Regions from separate parts of the Danio rerio genome. Here region 2 is linked to region 1. A link is a contact called in public HiCAR-type data. All regions are on one chromosome and are shown on one strand. The core of a region is the stretch at or near the end of the contact, and the rest is flanking DNA. Distances in the headings are between cores, read along the strand shown. Region 1 holds the start of kcnq2a (potassium voltage-gated channel, KQT-like subfamily, member 2a). Region 2 holds the start of tmem81 (transmembrane protein 81).

The links. HiCAR-type assays count read pairs that join an accessible place to other places.
Region 2: a contact with region 1 is called in a HiCAR-type map of caudal fin, with 5 times the contacts expected there. The contact joins the promoter of tmem81 here to the promoter of kcnq2a in region 1. A contact is called at or near these places in 9 of 18 Hi-C or Micro-C datasets (caudal fin, embryo, gastrula embryo and 2 more) and 3 of 4 datasets of contacts at active chromatin or transcription factors (caudal fin, embryo and gastrula embryo).

What each region holds. Positions count from the first base shown.
Region 1 is chr8:27,318,135-27,320,927 of GRCz12tu, reverse strand. kcnq2a (potassium voltage-gated channel, KQT-like subfamily, member 2a) reads left to right here and starts at 1,286. Exons shown (of 7, transcript NM_001114907.1): 1 at 1,286-1,603. The coding sequence starts at 1,308.
Region 2 is chr8:27,466,038-27,468,978 of GRCz12tu, reverse strand. tmem81 (transmembrane protein 81) reads right to left here and starts at 1,519. Exons shown (of 2, transcript XM_009304032.3): 1 at 1,419-1,519; 2 at 1-138. The coding sequence starts at 136. prex1 (phosphatidylinositol-3,4,5-trisphosphate-dependent Rac exchange factor 1) reads left to right here. Exons shown (of 42, transcript XM_073910421.1): 2 at 2,105-2,168; 3 at 2,894-2,941. The coding sequence starts at 2,122.

The DNA of each region.
Region 1 (2,793 bases), core at 37-2,536:
CCAAGTAGATATTTAGCAACCCTCTGCTCTTCATCAGTTTATTATTCGCAGCTTCAGTCCAACATCTACATTATCATGATGATGAAGATGACACCAGGGTGGACATTTCAACAAGACAATGATCCAAAACACTGCCAAGGAAACTCTCAAATGATTTCAGACAAAGAATATTAAGCTGTAGAATGGCCCAGCCAATCACCTGACTTGAATCCAATAAAAAAAACAAAATAAACATCTGATTTGATTTAGGAGACCCACAGAACCATCAAGATTTTTACACTGTTGAAGTCTGTGAAAAACTCACACCTGAGAAATTAATGAGAAATATTATTCCCGCAGGAAAAACATGATGTGTTCAATACCTTTTTTCCATGCTGTACATGCCTTTATATGTACATGTTTTTTAAATTTCTTTATCATTTAAATTTAAAAAGTTGTAATTTAGAGCTTGTTTGGCTTTCAGACATATATATATATATATATAATTTTTTTTTTTTTTTTTGTACAAAAAACACTACCATTTCTTTGACTTCAGAGAAGTTAAAAGGCTATTTGGTGGAATAACCTTGATTTTTCCAATTCATCCATTCATTCAATTTCTTTTCGCACCCATGCGAACGTAGGGACAACATGCAAACTCCACAGAAACGCCAACTGACTCAGCCAAGGTTCGAATCAGCGACCTTCTTGCCGTGAGGCGAGAGCACTACGTACTGCGCCACTGCAGCGCCTGGTTTTTTCCAATATTAATTGAAAATATTTTTTTATTCTGACCATTTTTTGCCAAACAAAAAGCTCTAAACAACATTTTGGAAATCAAAAATTGGAAGAATTATTAGTTGATCTTTATAGAGTAAAAAATAACATTTTACCCACACCAAAATTCTGTAAATCCAAAGAAACTGAAAATATTAACTTTGCTTTAGGTAAACGTCACCTTTTTAACATACAGTATCAACAACATCGGCTTCTGTTTGCCTTACTACAGTGTTTGATTAAGATTTCAGCCTCGCAAAGTTCCATTTCCTTTTCATCATGAATGATTTAACCAAGCTTCCTAATTATTTACTACTATAACAATTTCCTTCACCAGAGCCCCCATCCAAAAATCTGACTGCTGAAACATTAAACATCAGTTCTTGCAGGAGCCGGAAGGCGTACAGATAAAGGACGACCCATTGCAGTTTCGCCTTAGCGTTTCAATTGGCTTTGAGTAGGAGACCACCGCACTACAGAACACACCCCGGTTCGGCAATGTCTGCCCACGGCTACTTTACACACTCGTTTGGATCTGTCAAACTGTAAGGATGGTGAAGAAATCCGCCAACGGGGAAGTTTATCTCCCTCCGGCTGGGGAAAAGAAACCGAAAGTCGGCTTTGTGGGTCTGGACCCCGGGGCTGCGGAGACCAGCCGAGACGGGGCACTTCTCATCGCCGGTTCCGAAAGCACAAAACGGGGCAGCATCCTGTGCAGACCGCGGTCCAGCATCTCCAGAGGGAGCATCGCTCACAAGAGAAACGCGCGTTATCGCAGACTGCAAAATTTCCTGTATAATGCTCTGGAGCGACCCCGCGGCTGGGCGTTCATTTACCACGCTTATGTGTGAGTATGTGCCCGTTTTTACTGCGCGGCGGGGCAATCACGCACCTCACCGCGGGAGAGGCTGCTGTGCTGCACCGCCCAGAATGCTCAAACTTTGAGATGTTGTCGGCCTGCCTGCTTGCTGCTTTTGTCGCAGAGCGTCAGTGTGAATAAATGTGAAAAAGTTTTCCCTGTGTAGCAAATGCCAGAAGATTAGTAGCGACAAATGAGCCTCTCATAGATGTGCATATTTTATAATGGGACGGCGGAAAGTGTTGAGGGTATTAATGATGAATACTGTGGACTCATAGCGTATCATAGGCAGTGGTTTCAGCACCGGTCAGCTCCTGGACCGCGTCAGTGCGCTTGTGTTTGCTCTATACCCCGCTTTCAAACGCAGGCAACAAATTCGTGATGCTTGCCAATAAGGTGGAAAACCGTGCCAGCGGTCCATGGCTACACCGACGGCATGTGAATGGGGGAGTCGCTGGGCTCTTTGCTGTGGCACAGGGGCGTAGTAGTAGGAACAATGTGGAAGGTGAAGGGGTACGAATTAGATCAATTGGACATGGCTCTCGTAAATTATTGGCGTAATTCTGCATTCATAAATATGTAGAGTAATATATGCTGTGAAGACTTTTAAAAGTTTGAGTTGGCCAGTTATGGCGTCTTAAAAGGATCGTTAACTCAAACGTGATTCGTTTTGGCTGTTCATGTATGGCCCATATACAAAATAAGATATTTTTCTTTACTATATCGCTAAAAAAAGATTGCGAAGAGAAAAAAAAAATGTACAAGCAAAACAAAAGTTTTTAGTTATTGTCGCATCCAGCATAAGCACAAGTACACCTTGAAGAATATTACAAACATGTCCTGCCTCTCTTTTAAAGCAATAGCGATTGCTGATGTGTGAGTGTGTGCTAACTCATACAGTTGTCTAGGCTCTATGTCGTCATGTGACAGGAAGGTTACTGTTGTGAATGTGCTGCTGAAGAATGTTCATGCTCACAGAGGCTGTGGATTAAAGATACTTTTTTTGCAGATTTATTTAGTTTCATTAGACATAATAGTATGGTCAGGAGCCACCAGTACTTTTTTGACTCTCAAAGTGGCAAGTAGCAAATTAATAGCATTTTATTAACCTCTGGCCCACTGTTATAGAAAGAAAACTTATTAAATTGTATAATGAGGAAATAAAAGTAAAAATGGTA
Region 2 (2,941 bases), core at 270-2,769, 150 kb before region 1:
GGAAGCTACGTGAGACAACCCAGGTGTGGATCTGCTCCAGTTCTTGCAGTTCAGCTTGGCTTAAAGTGCTACACTGACTGTCGGAGAACAGCGACGTCCAGAGCATTAAGACCAGCCAAAGTGTGGAGAGAGCCATTACTGTGACACAGAAGAGGAGCAATAGTCTAGCCAAGCTGTCAGTAGATTTTCAGTATGACAGTGTCTTTTAATAAATTATTTATCATATTTTTATTTAAAATTAACCGTTTGCAAGAAAATGTAATTGTTTGCTTTTTATCTAATTATTTGTTTTAAAATTTAAGTATTCATATTTTAAATTAGTTTTTGCCTTAGAAAATGGAAATATTGAGAAATGTGAAAAATTTACAATACAAACAAATATAGTATTAGTTATAGGCCCACACAGAATGTTCACAGCAAATAATTACATTTATTTACGTATATTTATTTATTTTTAGTGGCTCTATTATATGAGATGCCAAACAAGTGCTTCTAATCTGATTTGCAATGTAAACCTTCAATAACAGTTTTATGCTTATGCTTTATGTGTTGTTTTCAGCTCCTATAATCTCAAAATCATTCCATATACAATACCGGTCAAAAGTGTGTGGTCAGTATAATTTTTATATGTTTTAAAATAAGCTTATCCTGCTGACCAAGGCTGCATTTATTTAATCAAAAATACAATACAAATTGTAAAACTGTGAAATGTGATTGCACTATAAAATAACTGTTCAAAGTAGTTTATCATTTCATTTATTCATTTATTACAGGAGTTTTAAAGATGAATTTTCAGCTTCATTACTAAGTCTTCAGAGTCACATGATCCTTCAGAAATCACTCTAATATTAATTAATATCATTATAACTATTATTATTATTAATGGTATTAGTAATAAAAGCAATAATGACAAGAGTAATAATTTCATTTAAAACTACATACAATAAGAAAGCAGTTATTTATATTTTTATAAATATTTAACAATTTAACATTTCTTTACATAAATGCCTCCCTGATTAACAGAATAACTAAAAAAAAAAAAAAAACATGAAAAAAACTGACCCCAAACTTTTGACTGGTAAGTTAACTTGGTGTATATCTTCAGATATCTTCATGGCAAGTCAGGGTTCTGAAATAGCATGTATGACGTTACTGTTAAATATCTTGTTCAACATGTATCCTTTCAGCAGATTTAAATTAATATTTAATTAAATATTAAATTCCTTTTTCGTCTTTTAATAATCTTTAGTATACAGTAAAGTTAAATTTTAAGCAAACAAATTTAAAAAACAAATGTTTGTTCCATAATTATGCTCCAAACTGTTTTATCGCACTTATTATTAGGACTATAAGATTAAAAATATTTGTTATATTGAATAATTTATCAATCAGAAAAAAGAAAATGTGGATATTATTACCTCATTTGATACTTGTCAACCGTCAACTGTCGATTCTGATTTCCTTCAAAACATCATCTGTGAAAAAAAAACGTCACGTGTGTACGTTCATCGATTGATCTGGTCAGGTCGTTTAAAATAATAGAGGTGAGGAAATTAAGCTATAATTATTAATTAAAACATATATTATTTGTTTAAAATATATATTTTAAGTGAGTTATAATCTCAGACGGACAAAAAGTCAGAGTTTTTGTTATGTTGCCTTTTGCCGCCACAAGATGGCGGTCGGTCACAGAACATTTGACAGAGTGATTACGCTACCGGTTTGGTTGAAGTAACAAATTTATTGATTGTATTTACATGTTTGTCACCTATATTTGTTTAAGTTTTCGGTAAAAAGTAATATTTAAGTCACACCAAAGCAAACAATGACAACTTTAGACTTCTCTAGTATGTTTAGTTAGTGTGGGCAGCCAAGTAAAGCAGGACCAGCGGTTATTGACACCTCTCAAATGTCGCACAGCTATGAAATGCTTGGAGCTGAACGACTCCTGTGGGGTAAAGTGATTCAAACCAGGCCAAAGACTCATTCCTAACCTTTACGTTTTTGTCCATTCATTTGGTGGAGTCTGGTGGTTTAGTGGCCAAATATTTTAGTGTGAGAGCGATGAGAACTTGACTCTAGTCTTTTGTGATGGTGTAAACAGGATGTGGACAGGCACTGATGGCTGATTGTCATGCTGAGGATGCATCACCTCAAGGGCACACACGGTATGAACAAAGCCTCGACAACCTTCTGTACATCAGAACAAACAAACTAACATTTACAGAGACAGTTCAACCATTTCTGTCACCATTTACTCCCTTTCTTGTTAACTAAAGTGACTTCTGTGTGGACACAGAAACAAAAATGATAGTTCTGGTAATTAATATTAATAGCCTATGTATATTTACCAGAATACCCCATGTGTTTTAAAATGACAGATTTAGACTGTTAAGACTTATTTTAACAAAATGAAGTTCTAATGGCTTTAATGATTAAAATAAACAGTGGAAGCTGACTGCAATGATCATGTCATTTGCGTCACTACCATTGTAATTTTGACGGTAGGTGATCTGACTACTTTTCATCTACAGTTTTATATTCATATTAGTTTTATATTCACAGTTATTTCAACATATTTGTATCCAGTGTAGTAGTTTAGACACCTGTTAGCCTGGATGCATGAAGTGTGTTCAGTAGGGTAAATTTCTTTGGCTCAACACCAGAGCTGGTCGTTTGTCTGGCTATTTAATATAGCCTATGGGAGGAACGTTTTTCCTCCTACTAAACTGCTTTGAAGTTGCTGGTGGTACCTACAGGTCAATACCATTTAAAACAAAATCTCAGGACAAACATGGATTTCAAAACAGCTTTATTGTAAACTATATATTTAAAGTTTAATCTATCAGAATAATTAATCATCTTATATTCATTCATTTTCTTTTTGGCTTAGTCTCTTTATTAATCTGGGATCACCACAGCAGAATGAACCGCCAACTTA